Linked DNA regions of Macaca mulatta: all the other regions are linked to region 2. The links are chromatin contacts, called in public Hi-C maps. All regions are on one chromosome and are shown on one strand. The core of a region is the stretch at or near the end of the contact, and the rest is flanking DNA. Distances in the headings are between cores, read along the strand shown. Region 1 holds the start of AKIRIN1 (akirin 1). Region 2 holds the start of MYCBP (MYC binding protein). Region 3 holds the start of NDUFS5 (NADH:ubiquinone oxidoreductase subunit S5).

The links. Hi-C and Micro-C count contacts between places; a contact is called where the count stands out from the background.
Region 1: a Hi-C map of cortical neurons shows a contact between it and region 2, with 3 times the contacts expected there. The contact joins the promoter of AKIRIN1 here to the promoter of MYCBP in region 2. A contact is called at or near these places in 6 of 14 Hi-C or Micro-C datasets (CD4 T cells, blood, cortical neurons and 3 more).
Region 3: a Hi-C map of liver shows a contact between it and region 2, with 2.4 times the contacts expected there. The contact joins the promoter of NDUFS5 here to the promoter of MYCBP in region 2. A contact is called at or near these places in 2 of 14 Hi-C or Micro-C datasets (fetal cortex germinal zone and liver).

What each region holds. Positions count from the first base shown.
Region 1 is chr1:201,807,203-201,811,353 of T2T-MMU8v2.0, forward strand. It overlaps AKIRIN1 (akirin 1), which reads right to left and starts at 1,761. Exons shown (of 5, transcript XM_015135822.3): 1 at 1,424-1,761. The coding sequence starts at 1,646.
Region 2 is chr1:201,934,993-201,939,319 of T2T-MMU8v2.0, forward strand. MYCBP (MYC binding protein) reads left to right here and starts at 2,045. Exons shown (of 5, transcript XM_001113156.5): 1 at 2,045-2,130; 2 at 2,331-2,403. The coding sequence starts at 2,047. It overlaps GJA9 (gap junction protein alpha 9), which reads left to right. Exons shown (of 1, transcript XM_001113253.5): 1 at 1-1,862. The coding sequence ends at 862. All of the region lies in intron 1 of LOC106997876 (a long non-coding RNA gene), which reads right to left.
Region 3 is chr1:201,769,605-201,773,854 of T2T-MMU8v2.0, forward strand. NDUFS5 (NADH:ubiquinone oxidoreductase subunit S5) reads right to left here and starts at 2,752. Exons shown (of 3, transcript XM_028842583.2): 1 at 2,646-2,752; 2 at 81-298. The coding sequence starts at 296.

The DNA.
Region 1 (4,151 bases), core at 511-3,010, 130 kb before region 2:
GCCATCTGTGGCGCCTGTCTTTGAGGGTTCTTTAAAATGGACTTTTGCAAACATTATCTCATTCTGTACATAAGGTTATACAACAATGAATGGCCAGGGAATTTAAAGTAGAACAGCGTTTTTATGGGCAGGTTAATCAGGTAATGGATAAGAGACGAAGTAATTACTCTTTTGGGATTAGCAAACAGAAGGGAAAAACATGATAAGGGCACAGAGCGGTGGGTCTGGAGGAAAGAGCAGAGGCACAGTTTGAAAAAAAATGCGTAAGAGACTGACTAGGTAAGATATGGTCACAGTGCATAAGTACTTGGAATTCTAGAATAAAAAAGTGAACTCGAGTTAAGGATATGAAGTCTGGGAGAGCTTTAGCGGGGTGTAGGAATCTTGGTGTGAGGCAGAAGGCCTGCAATTTGCATTGCGGATCGATATGCAGAGGAAGGAGGAAATGAAACCTGAAGGCACTGCTACTGAAAAGGGGTGAAGAAAGGATGATTTTAGGGTGAGCCTAAGGTTTTGCTTAAGCTTGAGGAATAGAAGAAGACACAAAGAAACGACTTGCCCTAATCCATTATTGAGACGTCCCCCTCATTTCCGGAAGTCCTTTAAAATCGCAGAATATTAATGCTGAAGCACCCTCCCCTCTACTCCTGCGCTATGAGGTGTCTACTGTAATGCCAGTCCTTCCTTTTCCTTGGACAAAGTGGAATGCATTACTGGAGAGTCCCTGTTAAGGACAGTTACATTCTTGGTTCTGTAGAACCTCCGTACGTCGTAGGATTCTCAAATTCTAGCTAATGATCTACCGATTTCAAGCCATATATGGTGCAAGGCAATAGCCACATAATAAAAGAACGTGGCCAGTCCCTTAGAAATGATCAGGTTGAAATTGGATTCCGTGACTCTTCCGGCGGCCTCTGAGTCCCTAAAGACTTCTGGAAATCATGTCTCCCTACAAGCTACACAGTACAGCGCTAAACAGCACGCACTCGCGCCCCTTCCCGGTAACCCGCCCCCAACCCACCCCCGCCCTCCAGGCCAGGTTCGTGAGCAGAATCCAATTCTCCATGGCCCACTGGATCTGCAGGATGGCTCGGTGTAGACCCGGCCAGCGGAGGCAGGAGGGGCTTCAGCGACAAGGAGGGCCCTGAGCGGCCAGAGGTATTCCCATCTTCCTCTTTGGTGTCCACCCCTCCAGGCTCTCCTGCTCCAGGAAAACCGAAAACCGACCCTGTGGCCCCACAACCCCTCCCAGATGCCTCCCATCCCCGGAAGCAACCAGACCCAGCGGCATCCCAGTTCCCTTTTCTCAAGGCAAAGAAGGGGTCCCTGGGTAAACTGGCCTGGTATTCCCAACCCTCCCCCAACGCCCCCAAAAAAATGCCTGGGCCTGGCTTCCTGCCAAGCCCGCAGCAGCGCAGGTTACCCGGAGTTGGAAGGCGCCGCTCGCTGCCGGGCGGGGCGGGCTGCTGCAGACTCTGCGGTGGGGTCTGCGTCTGAAACGGCGGCGGCGGCGGCTCGGCGTCCGGGGGCCTGAGGCCCGGAGTGGGGCCGGGCAGAGGGGCGCAGCGCCGCCGCTTCGGGGAGCCGGGACTCAGCAGCGCCGCCTCGAACTCCATGGGCCGCTTCAGCGTCGCCCCGCACGCCATGCTGCTGAGGGGCCAGGAACCGGGAGCGGACGCGGCGGTAACTGCAGCCCAAGCTCCGGCTCCTCAGCGGGGCTCGCCAGCCAAGCCGGCTCCAATGGCGCCTCCAGCACCCGGCAGCGGCGCTGGCCCCGCCTTCTGTGACGTCACGGGCGCACGCCATCGCCCGACAGAGGGGGGCAGGCCGGAAGAGGGTGGCTCTGCGAGGCTGGTCAGCGCCGGCCCGGCCCGGGGCACCCCCTGTTGAAGAAATGGAACGGTCTGGGCGGAGAGCGTGGTCACCAAGCAACACCGGGAAGGCCCCCACCCCCACCCCCGCCCCTCCCAGGGTCCCATCCCCCCCACGCTTTGGGGCTGTAGCGCCCGGGTGGCCCCTAAGGTTTTCGCACCTGCGCTGCGCGGGCGTGGGGGAGGGGAGAACTTGAAGGGGTCTGGTGAGGGGCCGTGGGGGTCTGGTGACTCCAAAAACAACGTTCTAGGCCGCTCTCGTCCCCATGATAAAAGGGTGATTGTTAAAGGTCATCAAGGGCATTCCGCTGAGTCCTGGGAAGTCTGCACTTAAACAGAAACGATTATTGGAGGATGGGCTTTAGCAAGTCCATGAACCCCATGAAATTATTTGCAGATTTGTGGGGTGGGAGCGAGGGTGGGGATGTTTGTGGGAGTATTTTTGAGATAGCTGACCCATACCTTAAGCACCTCACCGAAGGGATATGTTACTTTAAAAAGTTGAGAATACACAAAAAGCACCCACTGGCTTAAACCGTGTTAGAATGGCTTCAGAGTGTTAAGAACTTCAGCTAGTAGCTGATTTGCCATTCTTCCCATCTGACTTGGCAGCTCAGGTTCTTCCTCGTCTTTCTGAATTCTTTACAGCAATACCAACTGTAAAGTGCTTTTGATATTCTGGAAAAATAAATAGATAACAGGAGGGTTCTGCTTTCTGAAACTCTACGCTTCTGTATTTTTCTGGGGAGCAGTTCCGATGTTTTCAACAGATCATCAAAGGAATCTGTGATCCAAAGAAAGGATGAAGCCTTTCTGTAACTTCTTGTATATACTGAATAATGACGATGACTCCTGGGATCTGTCTTCAACATATCTCCAGGATTTTTCAGGACAGTCCGAATTTCAGATATTCACTTCTATTAGCCCATATGCTACATCAATGTGCCACAATATTTGAGTTGGAGAATATGGGCATACTCTCCCAGTCCCCATTCATTGTTCTTTTTCCATTGCTTTCCTCTGGATCATCTTCAGTTACTACAAATTCTTTTTTTTTTTTTTTTTCCCCCTGCTCCTTGTGAACAGGGCTACCCCATAGGCAATGTGCCCGGAGTAACCTCTACACATTCTTTAAATATCATAACATAGGACATGTATTTTTGCATTTATCTTTGTAAAACTGCAGAAATAATTCTAAAATCAGCATACCAAATGTTAATTTTATCTCCTCTCTTGTCCAAAAGAGCATAAAGGGACTTTACAATAGGCTAGAAAACTAGAAATAGAATATTAGGGCCAGAGAAAAAGGAGATCACAATCATCATAGTTTTAAACAAGACTGTAACTGAATTTGAAATGTAGTTCTTGGCTGGGTGCGGTGGCTCACGCCTGTAATCTCAGCACTTTGGAGGCTGACGCGGGTGGATCACTTGAAGATAGGAGTTCGAGACCAGTCTGGACAACATGGTAAAACCCTGTCTCTGTCTCTACTAAAAATACAAAAACCAGGCAGGCGTAGTGGTGCACACTTTTAATCTCAGCCACTGGGGAGTTTGAGGTGGGAGAATTGCTTGGACTCGCCACCTTGAGATTGTGCCACTGCGCTCCAGCCTGGGAGACAGAGTGAGACCCTGTCTCAAAAAAGAAAAAGAAAGAAAGAGAGAGAGGGAGGGAGAGAAAGAGAGAGAAAGAGAGGGAGGGAAGGAGAGAGAGAGAGGAAGGGAGGGAGGGAGGGAGGAAGGAAGGAAGAATGTAGTTCTGAGTTTCCTGGATGCTAGGGTAAAAATGAAAACACAGTACATGTTGAATTTATTTTGCTATCTGAAAGGAATGAATTAATCATAGGAGATATCACAGATTTTTTTTTTCCTGTATAACCAAATTCTAAAGGTAGTTTCTCATGTGATTTTATTAGGAAACAGTTAATGATTTAATAAAGCAATCAAGAAGATTTTAACAACAAATGCTAAAGCAAAATTGACATGGATACTTTTTGTTATGTCTAATGAAAGCCAAGGACATAAAAAGCAACCTAGTGGCCGGGCGCGGTTGCTCAAGCCTGTAATCCCAGCACTTTGGGAGGCCGAGACGTGCGGATCACGAGGTCAGGAGATCGAGACCATCCTGGCTAACACGGTGAAACCCCGTCTCTACTAAAAAATAGAAAAAACTAGCTGGGCGAGGTGGCGGGCGCCTGTAGTCCCAGCTAGTCGGGAGGCTGAGGCAGGAGAATGGCGTAAACCCAGGAGGCGGAGCTTGCAGTGAGCTGAGATCCGGCCA
Region 2 (4,327 bases), core at 795-3,294:
AATTTTCCACCTAGGTTTTAAAAAGATTAAAAGAGGGATTTGGGGAAAATACAAGTTGAAGAAGGAACATAATGAATTCCATGCAAACGAGGCAAAACAAAACGTAGCCAAATATCAGAGCACATCTGCAAATTCACTGAAGCGACTCCCTTCTGCCCCTGATTATAATCTGTTAGTGGAAAAGCAAACACACACTGCGGTGTACCCTAGTTTAAATTCATCTTCTGTATTCCAGCCAAATCCTGACAATCACAGTGTAAATGATGAGAAATGCATTTTGAATGAACAGGAAACTGTACTTTCTAACGAGATTTCCACACTTAGTACTAGCTGTACTCATTTTCAACACATCGGTTCAAATAATAACAAAGACACTCATAAAATATTTGGAAAAGAAGTTAATGGTAACCAGTTAAGGGAAAAAAGAGAAACTGAAGGCAAAGACCGCAAAAGGAACTACTACTCTAGAGGTCACCGTTCTATTCCAGGTGTTGCTATAGATGGAGAGAACAACATGAGGCAGTCACCCCAAACAGCTTTCTCCTTGCCAGCTAACTGCGATTGGAAACCGCGGTGGCTTAGAGCTACATGGGGTTCCTCTACAGAACATGAAAACCGGGGGTCACCTCCTAAAGGTAACCTCAAAGGCCAGTTCAGAAAGGGCATAGTCAGAACCCTTCCTCCTTCACAAGGAAAGTCTCAATCACTTGACATTCCAAACACAGCTGATTCTTTGGGAGGGCTGTCCTTTGAGCTAGGGTTGGTCAGAACCTGTAATAATCCTGTGTGTCCTCCAAATCACGTAGTGTCCCTAACGAACAATCTCATTGGTAGGCGGGTTCCCACAGATCTTCAGATCTAAACATTGGTTGGCTTTTAGACATTGTATATATTATCAGAGAAGTAGCCTAGTGGTGGTGGGGCACGGACAAAATAGATATGGGCAGCTCTAAAGACCAGCTGTTAAGACAGACGGCAAACTCATTTCAGCAAGGGAAAAACAGCTCTAATTCTAGATTGTGAAAGAACACTTCTAAATCCAAAGACATAAGGTTGTCAAATCAGGATTTTTTTTTTTTTTTTAATGATATTCTTTCGAATGTGTGTAACTGATTTTGGGAATATCACATGTTCAGAACTGGGGCTAAATGGTTTGATCAGGTTTTCTCTTTGAAGAGACCACAGCCTTAGGACACGGTTCTTCATCTACATAATTCCACCTTGGACACTGGGTTAATTTTGTTTGCCCCTGAAACACAATCACGTAGTTTCCTTCTAGACTGCATCCTGATATGTCTCGAGTATAATCACATGTTGCTACCTAGTAAATAAAATCTTAAAAAGATCCGTGGCTTTCTTTCACCAGTTCATAGCATCGTGATTCATTGCCCGGATTGGACTCGGCTCTACTCACTGGACATCTAACCTCTCCACTTAATTAACAGTACGCACCCTACAGGGGTGTTGTGAGGATTAAAATTTAAAATACCCGTGTTTTCTACAGTGCCTGGCGCACAGCGCTCAAAAGCTATTGCAAGCTCGTTACTGCTCATTCTCCAGAAGCCCACATCAAGTCAGCCACGACTCAAGGAGACTCCAAAGATAAAAGCTGGAACCAAAATACATGATTCTAAACACCCTCCTCAGCTACTGCAAAGTCGTGAGCACTTTCTCAGGAAGAGAGCCAAAAAGTCCAGCACCTATGGGTCACCACAGTTTCCGAGGTCCCAGATGAGAAAAATGAGCTCGCTACCACCGTGCGGCGATCCTTCCTCTCGCAATAGTCCCAGTGCTCCCGGGCCCTGCCTCCGGACGCCAGTACAGAGTTACCAAAATCTCACCTCTTGCAAAGAAAACGAATCGCTACGGGGACCGGAAGAGGAAGAGGTGCGGCTCCAACAGCCAGAGGGGCGGGCATACGCAGCCTCCCTCGGCTCAGCCTGCAACGGGGGATGCAGAGCGTCCTGGTCGCCATGAAAACAGGCCACACCCCGGCGATCCCTGCCCGTGGTTCGCAAGTGCGCAGCCGCGCGCCCCCTTCCGCGCATGAGCAGTTCTGCTCCCAACCCGCCAGTCGCGGTCTCCGGCGCCAGCTACGCCGCTGCCGCTGTCACTATGGCCCATTACAAAGTGAGGGGGGCGCGGCGTGGCTGGGGGCATGCGGGCGGTAGCAAGCCGTTGGTCGGCTCTGGGTGGGAGTGGGGTCGCGCGCGCAGGTTTGGGCGGGAGGGCCCCGAGGTAGCGAGGCGGAGGCGGGGTTGCCAGACTCCTAGCACCTTCTTCCTGCTCGGCTCCCGGGCTCTGGCCACTGACCCCCGGTGTCTCTTCAGGCCGCCGACTCGAAGCGTGAGCAGTTCCGGAGGTATTTGGAGAAGTCGGGGGTGCTGGACACGCTGACCAAGGGTGAGCCTGGGCTAGGAGAGGGTACCTCGTGCCCTCGTCGTGCTCCCCGGCGCTGCCCCTTTCCCCAGCGGGCCGTAGCGTGGGGAAGGAGGGGAAACAGATGGGGCCCGTCCGGGGTCCAGCGAGGTGGGCCTCGGGGTTCGGTAGGGACCTGGCTGCTGGAGGCCGCCCGGGTGAGGTAGCCTAGCTACGCTACCCTTCTCTGCACTGGGAGTGAAACTCTTGCAGCTGTTGCAAAGTCTCTTCAACTTCCGTTGCTTTGCCTCGAGCAGCCGCAGTGGACATGTTTGCCAAAGACCTTCAGATCCCAATTCCTCCCACCTTACGGTTTTTGTGGAGTCCTCAGAATCTTGTTAAGAAACAGTTTCCCTCCAACAAAGAGCAACTGGAAAAATGACCGAATTTCAAAGTGGGCTATGAAATAGTTGAGTGAGCCTAATCCCCGAAGTAGGAGATGCATGGCCAATTTGGCTGTGGCTTTTCAGCCCCCATTCCTTAGTCTGTGTCAATTTTTATTTTGTGTATATTTCATAGTTAAAGTAGAATTACAGTTTAAAGAGCTCGAGGGCATATCAAAATGGTTACATTGTTTTCACTTTTTAAAATGAAAACTTACTGTTAACGCTGTATCTCTTCATTCGTGGCTTCGAGATCTAAGTAAGTAGATGAGTAAAGTGTCGGAAACAGGAGGATTCCAAGGGGTAGGGTACAGTTTACTTCATTAGCTTAACAGTAATTTAAATGCCTGCTATGTCACTTAACTCACTGGGATTTTCAAGGGTGTAGAATGGAATTGTTGGCAGGGATCAGGACTTGGGTCAAACTAGGAAGTTTGGGAAGTGTGGGAAATAAGTAGGTAACTGCTCTTTGGACAGAAGCAAAGTTTAGAGGAAAATTCTAGGAGCATAACTCCTGGGTCTTAGCAGAAAGCAGGCTAGTAATTTTGAATTGTTACCTATTTGGGGTTCAGATAATAGTTTACCTCTTTGCAAATAAACTTCAGCAAGTATTAAGGGACTACTCTGAAAGTACTGTGCTATGTTGTCTCTGGAAGTGTCACAGATGCTTTGAATGTCATTCCCTCTAAAAACTCCATAAGTTCATTTCTTTCATTTAATCATTTTACTCAGGCATCTGTTCTGCACACTGGAGATAAGCAGAGGAGGATAAAAGTCTCGGCTCTCATAAGCTTATGTCCTAGTTGAGGGAGACAAATACATAAATACCTAGTGTCAGCTAGAGGTAAGTGTTACAGATAAAAATACAGCAGAAGTTAGGGATAAAGAGTAACAGGTGAGGCCAGGCACGTGGCTCATGCCTGTAGTCTTAGCACTTTGGGAGGCTGAGGTGGGTGGACTGCTAGAGCCCAGGAGTTCAAGAGCAGTCTGGGCAACATGGCAAAACTCCCGTCTCTTAAAAGAAAAAATTGCTGGGCATGGTGTGTGCCTGTAATTTAGCTACTCTGGAGGCTGAGGTGAGAGAATCACTTGAACCCAAGAGGTCAAGGGTCCAGTGAGTTGTGATTGTGCCCCTGGGCAACAGTGACACTCTTTCTCAAAAAAAAAAAACAAGTGACAGGTGGGATGTGTGTGTCATTTTATATAGGGTGGTGGGGGGAAGGCCTTTCTTAAGTACTTTTGAGCAGAAACCTGAAAGAAACAATATCTGTCAAGAGTTTCAGGAAGTATAAGGAGGCCAGAGTGGTTGGATGGAGCAAGCGAAAGATTGAATGGTAAAAGGCAGAAAAATGACAGTTGTAGGAGGTAACTGACTACACAGAAGATGTTGCCCAAGCTGGAGTGCAGCGGCATGATCTCAGCTGACTGCAGCCTCCACCTCCGGGTTCAAGCGATTGTCCTGCCTTAGCCTCCCAAGTAGCTGGGGCTACAGGCATGCGCCACCATGCTCAGCTAATTTTTTGTAT
Region 3 (4,250 bases), core at 1,502-4,001, 160 kb before region 2:
CAAGACTTCGTCTTTAAAAAAAAAAAAAATCCCAAAGGAACAAGAAAGTAATTCAGCTTCCACCTCCATCACTTCCTTACCGTTTTCTGCCGAAGCAAACACTCTATAAAATCATCATATTCTATCTTGCACTCTTTCTCTGCCCGGATAGCACCAATTCCATGTGCACATTCTATCCATTCTTTTTCAAAAGCATGGCATCGAGGAGCAAGCTTGTAGGGCTGTTCAGCACTCTGGATTGTCCACCATCGATCTATGTTAAGGCCGAACCTTTTCTGGATGTCCAAGAAAGGCATGGCTGTAATGGAAGACTTAAAAAAATAAGTAAATAAAATCCCACAAGAAGGCAATCAACTAAGAAATTTCTAAGAAAAAATTAGATAATCATGATAAGTAGCCCTCTAGAACACTGTTTGATATTATTCTCCTGATTTCTTCTCACCAAACTTTTTCATTAAATAGCTTCTTCCAGTTTATGGCAGATAAGCAGTTTTTGTGCTTTTTCAAAACTCAAGGAAAAGATAATTATAACTAAAGAACAATGCATAGAAATCCTTTCTAGGTCGGGAGCAGTGGCTCACCCATCGTGTGAGATGGAGTCTCGGTCTGTCACCCAGGCTGCAGTGCATGGCGAGATCTCGGCTCACTGCAACCTCCACCTTCTGGGTTCAAGCGATTCTCCTGCCTCAGCCTCCCAAGTAGCTGGGACTACAGGTGCACGCCACCACACTCGGTTAATTTTTGTATTTTTAGTAGAGACAGGGTTTCAGTATGTTGGCGAGGCTGGTCGGTCTCAAACTCCCGACCTCAGGTGATCAGCCCGACTTGGCCTCCCAAAGTGCTGGGATTACAGGTGTGAGCCACTGCGCCGGGCCTAAAAAAATTTTTTTTAATTAGCCACTTGTGGGCCAGGCGCGGTGGCTCACGCCTATAATCCCAGCACTCTAGGAGGCCAAGGTGGGTGAATCACCTGAGGTCAGGAGTTCAAGACCAGCCTGGCCAATATGGTGAAACCCCATCTCTACTAAAAATACAAAAAAATTAGCCAGGCGTGTTGTCACATGCCTGTAATCCCAACTATTCGGGAGGCTGAGACAGGAGAACTGCTTGAACCCGGGAGACAGAGCAAGCCAAGATCGCACCATTGTACTCCAGCCTGAGTGACAGAGTAAGACTCCGTCTCAAAAAAAAAAAAAAAAAAAAGAATTTGGATTCTTTGGTCAGGTTCTCTGTATCAAAAAAAAAAAAAAAAAAAAAAAGAAGAAAAAAAGAATTTGGATCCTTTGGTCAGATTCTCTGCCTCAAAAAAATAAATCAATTAATTAATTAATTAAAAAGGCACTTGTGGTGGTATGCACCTGTAGTCCCAGCTACTCCTAAGGCTGAGGCAGGAGATTGAGGCCAGGAGTTCAAGGCTTCAGTGAGCTATGACCTGGACACTGCACTCCATCCTGGGCAACAAAGCGAGATCCTGTCTCAAAAACAAAACAAAACCAAAAAAAACCCAGAGTGAAAGAAATGGGTTAAGACTTACTTTGTAGAATATAACAGATATTAGGGAAAAAAAAAATTTATATGCAAATACATAATAATGTTAAATGTAAAAAAAAAACAGTATTCCAAAAAAAAAAAGCCTCACTGCCTAAGTTGACTGAAACGAAGTGCGTGCGCAGACTCACAAATACCAATATAAATGTGTACTCATGGTAGATGTAAAGGTGAATTTAGCCGGGCGCAGTGGCTCACACCTGTAATCTCAGCACTCTGGGAGGCCGAGGCGGGCGGATCACCTGAGGTTGAGAGTTCAAGACCAGCCTGACCAACATGGCGAAACCCCGTCTCTACTAAAAAACAATACAAAATTAGCCAGGCGTGGGGGCGCATGCCTGTAATCCCAGCTACTAGGGAGGCTGAGGCAGGAGAATCGCTTGAATCCGGGAGGCGGAAGTTGCGATGAACCGAGATTGCGCCATTGCACTCCAGCCTGGGCAATAAGAGCGAAACTCCATCTCAACAAAAAGGTGAATTTAACTTCTAAAGTTCCTTCCCATCCCTCAGTCATCATTTACTGAGTAGTTACGTTCCAGGCACTCAGATGCGGGGGAAAGCAGCTCCAACGTAAGCACCAGAGACACACACACTCGGAACTGGGAATACACTGCAAGGAACACGAGTGGGTAAGAGCTCGAAGGACGAAGCACCAACTCTGCCCGGAGACTTGAAAATGCCTTTAAGATGGCTTGCGAGTTAGCCAAGTGAAGATCAATGGGCAGAGTGTTCCAGTTGGGCAACAGCCCGAGTTACAGACAGCCGGAGGCGCTGGGTATGTTTGGGGGACAATGGAGCGCAGCGTGCATGACGGGAAAAAGAATGAAATGAGCTCAGGAGGTTGACGGGGCCGAAATCACGCAGAGCCTAGAAAGCTGGGATAAGGATCGTAGACTTTAGGTTAAGAAACAGAAAACCAAAACATTAGTCCGGCAAAAACCTAAACAAATCTAGAAAGTGGAGAGAGCGGCAATCTCCAGGCTTCGGTGCCATTAGCTGTGGAGGTGAAGCGGCCTGGGAGGGCAGGGAACACGCCCTGAGTTCGGGTCTGGGAGAGGGGACACACAGCAAGTCAAGAGGAAATCTGTTAAAGAGACCTCGGAAGGAAGGTCCTTGACCTAAACTGACGCGCGGACATAAACAGCCCCTACCGATCCGATGCTCGTACCCTTGTCTCTTCTCTGGCCGCCGCTTCAGGACGACTAGCTTGCGACGCGGACGCCTGCCGTAAAGGATGACCTCAGCGCGACGTTTGCAGCGCGACGCCGGAAGCTGACCTTCCCTCAGCAGTCTCTCCCGAAAACCATAGAAACCAAGCCCCTTAGCCTGGTATGGTGGCTGACGTCTGCAATCCCAGCACCTTGGAAGGCTGAGGCAGGAAGATCGCTTCAGCCCAGGAGTTCGAGACCAGCCTGGGCAACATGGCGAAACTCTCTACAAAAAATAAAAAATTACCGGGCATGGTGGTGCATGCCTGTGGTTCCAGCTACTCAGGAGGCTGACGTGGGAGGATCCCTTGAGCCCAGGAGATCACGGCTGTAGTGAGCCATGATCACACCATTCCATTGCATTCCAGTCCTGGCAGCACAACAAGACCTTATCTCAGGGGGAGACAGCGAGAGCGAGAGAGAGAGGAAGAAGAAGAGAGAGAGGAGGGAGAGAGAGAAAGAAAAGAAACCAAACCCATCAATTATAGAGACACAGGAAAGTCCTAGTCATTAGTGAGTTCTTGCTCCTTTCTTGCACTGTGCCTAGCATGCTCATGCCAACACTGACTGGTGAGAGACTTCACCAAAGTCACAGGAGAGAAAGAACACTGGCTCCCTGCCTGCCTACTAGTGGTTAAGCACATGGACTATGAACCCAAACCACCATGTGGGTCAAATGTAGGCCCCCCAGCCGGTCGCAGTGGCTTAGGCCTGTAATCCCAGCACTTTGAGAGGCCGAGGTGGACCTCGAGTTCCGGAGATCAAGACCATCCTGGCCAATATGGTGAAACTCTGTCTCCACTAAAAATACAAAACTTAGCTGGGCGTGGCAGCAAGTGCCTGTAATCCCAGCTACTGGGAGGCTGAAGCAGGAGAATCACTTGAACCCGGGAGGCAGAGATTGCACTGAGCCGAGATCGCGCCACTGCACTCCAGCCTGGGGACAGAGCTAGACTCCGTCTCAAAAAAAAAAAAAAAAAAAAGTAGACCCCCACCACCAACTTCATGTGACTTTAACTTCACTGTGCCTCAGTCTCCTCATCTGTTAAGATAATTATGGTACTCACAATGGAGGGCTGCTATAGGGATTAACTGATTTATGTATAAAGCACTGAGGCGGTGGCTAGCACACGGGAAACATTCCAAGTCAGTCGCAGTTCTTTGATGTCTCAGCTTTCAGTTTGTGAATCAACTGCTCCCATGCCTGTCATCTGTTCCAGAACCTCCAATGACTCCCTTTGACTACATCAGAGACTCTAAAGTGCTGTGTATATGTCTTTGGGGGGTGGACCACAGGGTGCATGAGATATTATACATTGGAGGTATGGGAGAAAAATACTAGAACATATATGTGTATATATAATTATTATTGTTGAGACAGGGTCTCACTCCCATTGCCCCGCTGGAGTGCAGTGGTACAATCACAGTTTACTGCAGCCTCAACCTCCCTGAGCTCTGGTGGTCCTCCCACCTCGGCCTCCCAAATAGCTGGGA